Linked DNA regions of Lactuca sativa: region 1 is linked to region 2. The links are chromatin contacts, called in public Hi-C maps. All regions are on one chromosome and are shown on one strand. Each heading gives the region's core, a stretch centred on a gene start, on an enhancer-like site or on the middle of the called end of the contact. The rest is flanking DNA. Distances are from core to core; before and after follow the strand shown. Region 1 holds the start of LOC111892538 (replication protein A 70 kDa DNA-binding subunit A). Region 2 holds the start of LOC111892530 (stress-response A/B barrel domain-containing protein UP3).

Region 1 (2,760 bases), core at 206-2,705, 360 kb after region 2:
GCTAGTCTTCTAGTTAAAAAAAATTAAAATGTTATTTAACTTATGGTATTTATTAATAATTTAAGAGTATATTACATGAATGGTCCTTGAGGTTTATGATAGTTCTCATTCGGTTCCTATTTATTTTAATTCTAAAAGTCCCTTAAACTTCAATTTGTTGCGTATTCGATCCCTATAAGACATAAAAAGATCGTTTTACCATAACCCAGATTTCAAAAATCGGTCAAACTAATCCATAACAAAAAAAAAACAATCTTAGATACGTAAATGAGTCATCTATGGTGGGAAAAAGAAACAATATTGTACCTTAGATATGAAAATTGACGTTCTTTCCTAGAGTTCGTACCAATAGACCTATTAACCGATCATTAAAAACTTTATGGCAAAGGAAACCGATCAAATGACTTATTCAAACTATTGTGGTTGTGATGGACGGTTGTGTGTGAGATGAGAGCTTTTTGACAAAGGGAACCAAGTCAAATGACTTCTTTTTTGGAAACCGTGGTTGCGATGTGGTGCATAATTTCACTTCCAGTTAGTGTCACCTCCACCCAACAAGCCAATGCACAACTCTGTAATGGTTTTCTTTGCAAATTGATCTTCTTTTTTGCATTGCTCCATGTTGTCTGTTGAGTTCTTTCTTAAATAAGTGTGAAAGAGTGAGGGGGAGAGAGAGATATTCCAACTCATATATAAATAAAACACATAATAAAAAAGAATTTAAAAGATCTAGTAGGGTATATCAATCATTTTACATATATCAGAGGCGAAAACCGTAACAAAAGAAAATTATAAAGGCTCTCCAAGTTAAATAAATATTATTGACCAAACACACAAAGTCACAAGCTATTCTAAATCACATGTAAAATTTGTATAATTTAAAAGCTGTTTGATAGAGTTTTTAAGAGATCTAAACAGACTTTTAGAAGGCTTTGAATTCTTAAGAGATGGAAAAAGCCAGTGATAGGGAAAATGTTGGTTGTCATGGGAAATAGAAAAAGCAAGGCAAAAAGGTTTGCTAAAAGTTAGTGTATTTCTAAAACATTTTATTTATTTTGATACAATTTATTTTCTTAAAACTAAAAGGCTACGAAAAAAATTAAAAGACCATCAAATGTTCTGAATCTAAAAAATTAAAAGTCTATCTTTTAATTAAAAAATTAAAAGGCATCTTAACGGAATGGTAGTGGTGTAAATCAAAATTTGGTTGATATTTGTTGTGACTTTATTTTGGTTATGTAGATTTGAAAATCATAAAAAGCGCTTAAACTTTACAAAATATTTTTGATTTTAGCTGAAAATAAGAATCGTCAACTTTCTTGGTCCATATAAATTCAGATTAAGATTTAAAAAAAAATAGTTTGTTTGTTTTTTTTTTTCGAACTTCCGTAACCAAGACAAAAAATTTAAAAGCTGGTTTGTTAACAGTTAACACCTACTTTTCGTTTTTTTTTCCTTATTAAATGAAACAAGCATAAGTCGGTTTAATACCGCGGCTCCCCGCCAATTCATTTTATCCTTTCTCAGTCAAGAACCCTAACTTTGTTACTCACAAATTTCCAGATCTCTCTCTACAATTTCTTCACGATAAATTTTGCTCTGAAATCAATCAAATGCCTGTAAATTTGTCATCGAACGGTATTCCGGCGATTCTCGCTGGCGACATGAATTCGAAGCCGTTGCTACAGATATTAGATATCAAACCCATCAATTCATCACAGGAGAGGTACCGTTTGATTCTCTCCGATTCCGTGTTGACTCAGCAAACGATGCTCGCTACGCAGCTTAATGATCGAGTCAAAAACGGCGCTGTTCGTGTAGGATCCGTTGTTCAACTCATCGAGTACATTTGCAGCACAGTTCAAAATCGCAAGTACGTTCGTTTTCTCTTCACACGCTGAATTCTGTTTGTTAATTACCATTTGTTTGCTACATGCTTATATATTATAACTGTTTGTGTTTGATTTTCTATAGAGATTAATGTAGATTTAGGGCTTAAAATTGAACAGGATGAACACTTCGGAATGAATTTATCATAGCTACAAGCCTTAGATCACTGATCATGTAACTAAGCTGTAAGGATTTCCTGGTCATGTATACTCTTAAATTGCTTGCCTTAATCTGTTTTTCTGTTGGTAGAACTTCTCTAGGTTTATACGAAATGAATTTTCTCTTCTCACATTACTAAATTGTTCTGTTTTTTGGGGCACATAGAATGATAGTAGCTGTTGAATCATGAATGTATGAATCCCTCAGTTACACGTGCACAAGCACTATTGTGACTTGTTTGTGAGATTAAAAAATACACCATCTCGAAGTACACATGTGTGCTTGTTGCTTTGTGTTATATTACATCATGAATTTTCACTGTGTATGTATACATGTAGTTGAATTCACACACACACACACATTGAGTTCTCAAAACTGCAACATCAAGCACTTGAAATCCCTGAAAGTTTGAAATATATGTGTCAATGTAGTTTGATAATCTATGCATTTCAATTAAATTTGCTAGTCAAAATTCAAAACTAAATGGTTTTGAAAGCTTGAAGTATAGATAATTTATTTCATTCTTTGCAGGATCATTGTTGTTCTAAACATGGAAACCATTATACCCGAATGTGAAATCATTGGAAACCCAAAGATGCTCACAGAGTCTGACACCATCTCTCACAATCCACCTCCTAATGGCATCTCCCACCACACACCACCACCCTCTAACCACCGCCCAAATCCCACCAACATTCAAACCTTCCGCCC
Region 2 (2,907 bases), core at 53-2,552:
CTTTGGTTAGCCATTAGATCCTTAACCTCAAGGTTTTTCATATGTGTTTGTCATCAACAAGCTTATACAATGTAGGGTTGTAACCTAGCAATTTCCCTCTATATACTAAAGAATCTAGTAAGTGGTAACACCATGACCGAAACTCAACTTGTTTTCGAAGTAACGATGCAGATTCCCCATTTCAATAGTTTATATAATTAGGTGCCAAAGCTAAGCTAGAACACTATTTCTAACCTTAATTACCAGTGTAAAAGTAAACATTATCTTCAGCTGAAATAAACCAGGCATTGTTTTAAACTAGAACCATACAAATAGGCAAAGAATGAAGGAATTAAGAAACTAAAGTGATAAGCAAGAGAATTTGTAATCCAAGACGAATATGTTAATAAGCAAGACCATCACATAACATACAGATTACTCAACTTCGGATTAAATATACTGTTACACTTGAAGAAAAGTATAAGTAAAGAACCTGGAACAGGCATCCATTAGAGGTTAGCCACCTGCGGAGGAGGAATCACGTAATCAACAACCAGAACGCTCTCTATTGAATCCCTGACTTTCTCTTTCTGCGACTTCACAAGCTCAGCATTTGAATCCAACGCCTCCAAATCAGCAGCCCCAGGCAAAACAGCGATTGAAGCGATTGTATATCCTTTCGCCCTGTCATGAGAGAAATTCTCACCCAAACTTAGCTGTTCGATCGATTGAAACTGGTCTTTAATTCCTCCAATCACTTCCAAAACCCTAGCTTTCTCATTTTCCCCTAAATTCTCCTTTAACTTCAAAAATGAAACTCTCATCGCCGACCCTGGCTTCGGCGAGACACTTGCGTCATTAGATATCCAATCAACGGCCATGATGTCGTCAATGATCGGTTTTATATTCTCCGTGACCACGCGAACGTGCTCAGGATGAGCGGCGTACTCCCGGAGATCCTCCTTTGACCTGTAACGGCTGTGAAGCATGTGAGTGAAGGTAAGCGAAGAAGACCGAGACCGGAGGAGTTGTCCGGCGGAGAGGTGGACGGTGAGGTCGAGTGATGTTAAGCCGTTGAGTCCACTGAGCATAGCCGCGACTTTGCTAGAATCGACATCGGGTTTCACTTTGAAGAGGACCACGTGTTCGACGATCTGGTGTTGTGCCGACATTTTGATCGGTGTTTGGTAGTTGCGGCGGAGGACGAGAGAGTTGAGCCGGCGGAAGAGGGGTTGTGGAGTTGTAAGTGCGAATGATGGCAGGAATCGGGTGCGTGCTGGAGCACACAGCATTGTTGAGGACATAACAGAATTTGGGAAGGATATCACTTGTGATAATAATGATGGTTTTGATAATGACACTGTCGATGGGCCATCGCATGGCCCAATAAAGTTGTTCTGTTTTTGAAACTTGAAAGCTGAAACCCAATAAAAATATGATACATAAAAGGGCTCCGAAAAAGATCCATGTTTTGGATACGAAACATTTAGATCATATACATAATTTTTTTTTTTTATTGTTATATTTTATTTAAGTTAGCATTGGTCACTGAATTTGTTTAATTTTTATCATCTTAATTATTCTAATCGTATCAGTAATAGCCGGTGTATAATATTATCAAGGTTATAATTAATCATTGAACTTTTCTTGTTAATTTACTTTAGTTATTATACTTTGTGTTAAGCTACCATTGGTTACCGAACGTTTTTATTTTTTTTTCATTTTAGTCGCTCTATTTTTTATTATCATTTATAAAAAATTTTAAAAAAACTATAATTTTTTTTTATTTCTCCACAACTAAACTTTTTATATCAATTATTTTAGAGTAAATGATATGAATAATCATTGTGATTTAGGGTAGCATGCATGTTTAATGTTTTTAATTGCTTCAAACAAAACATAGTCTTGTGATTCAAACTATTGGAAGAAGTAGAGTTATTAGTGTTTTCAATTAATTCATATGTACCAAAATATTTTCTGCTTTGGGTCACTTGATAGAGAGACTTTCTATGATGTCACCTAACGTAAAACTAGTTATCGATGATGATTTGGTGTGTTTCTACCAGTGACAAGAGCCATGGAATGGATAATGGTAAAATAGTCTTTTCTTTTTCTCTTTAAAGTCATTAAGAGTGTTCGAGTTAAAAAAGTTAAAGACTAAATGTGCACTCTACCTTAAATCATAAAGATTATTCATATAATTTACTATAAATAATTGATAGTAGTGGAGAAAAGAAAAAATAGTAGTTTTTTATATAAATGATAATAAACATTGTTTGATATTATAGACCTGCGATCCCCGATTATAGTGATCAAAATGAACAAAATAAAACGTTCAATCACCAACGATAGCTTAAACAAAATATAATGACCAAACTAAAACATTCATAAAAGTTTAATAACTAAAATGATCTAAACCTGCATTTTTAAAAGATCAGTTTATTGGTTCCATATATCTTATTTCACTAAACATCTCCAAATAAGAGGTTATTTTATTGAATGGGAGGTTATTTTATTGTTTCTTACACTTTGATAAGCCTATTAAAAGTAACCCTTTGAAAATAGTTATATTCGGTATGTATTTTTTCAACTATTTGTTTTTTTCCACAATCACTTATTCTTCGGTTTTATAGGAGTAAATTATAGAAATGGTTGTGCTTTGATCCAACTTTGTTCGTTACAAGACTCGATCTTGTAAATATGTCACCTAGACAAGAGTTGTTATGTTTTTTTTTCTAATTTATTTTATCAATAGAATATTTGCATGTGGCTATGGTCTGGAGCTCAAAGTAAAGTTGTGTTTCAACGTGTTCATGCATTTTCTAGCATTTGACTGCGTACCATTGAAGGCTTTAGCCGCACACTTGAACGATAACCCAGAAGTCAAGGGAATATCCAACAGTAGTGATTAATATTAACATAATAGAA

What was found. A called contact is a pair of places that touch in the nucleus more often than the background predicts.
Region 1: a contact with region 2 is called in a Hi-C map of leaf, with 4 times the contacts expected there. The contact joins the promoter of LOC111892538 here to the promoter of LOC111892530 in region 2. A contact is called at or near these places in 3 of 4 Hi-C or Micro-C datasets (leaf and seed).

The regions. Positions count from the first base shown.
Region 1 is chr5:298,855,994-298,858,753 of Lsat_Salinas_v11, forward strand. LOC111892538 (replication protein A 70 kDa DNA-binding subunit A) reads left to right here and starts at 1,456. Exons shown (of 2, transcript XM_023888590.3): 1 at 1,456-1,873; 2 at 2,581-2,760. The coding sequence starts at 1,614.
Region 2 is chr5:298,495,707-298,498,613 of Lsat_Salinas_v11, forward strand. LOC111892530 (stress-response A/B barrel domain-containing protein UP3) reads right to left here and starts at 1,303. Exons shown (of 1, transcript XM_023888581.3): 1 at 361-1,303. The coding sequence starts at 1,283. The coding sequence ends at 489.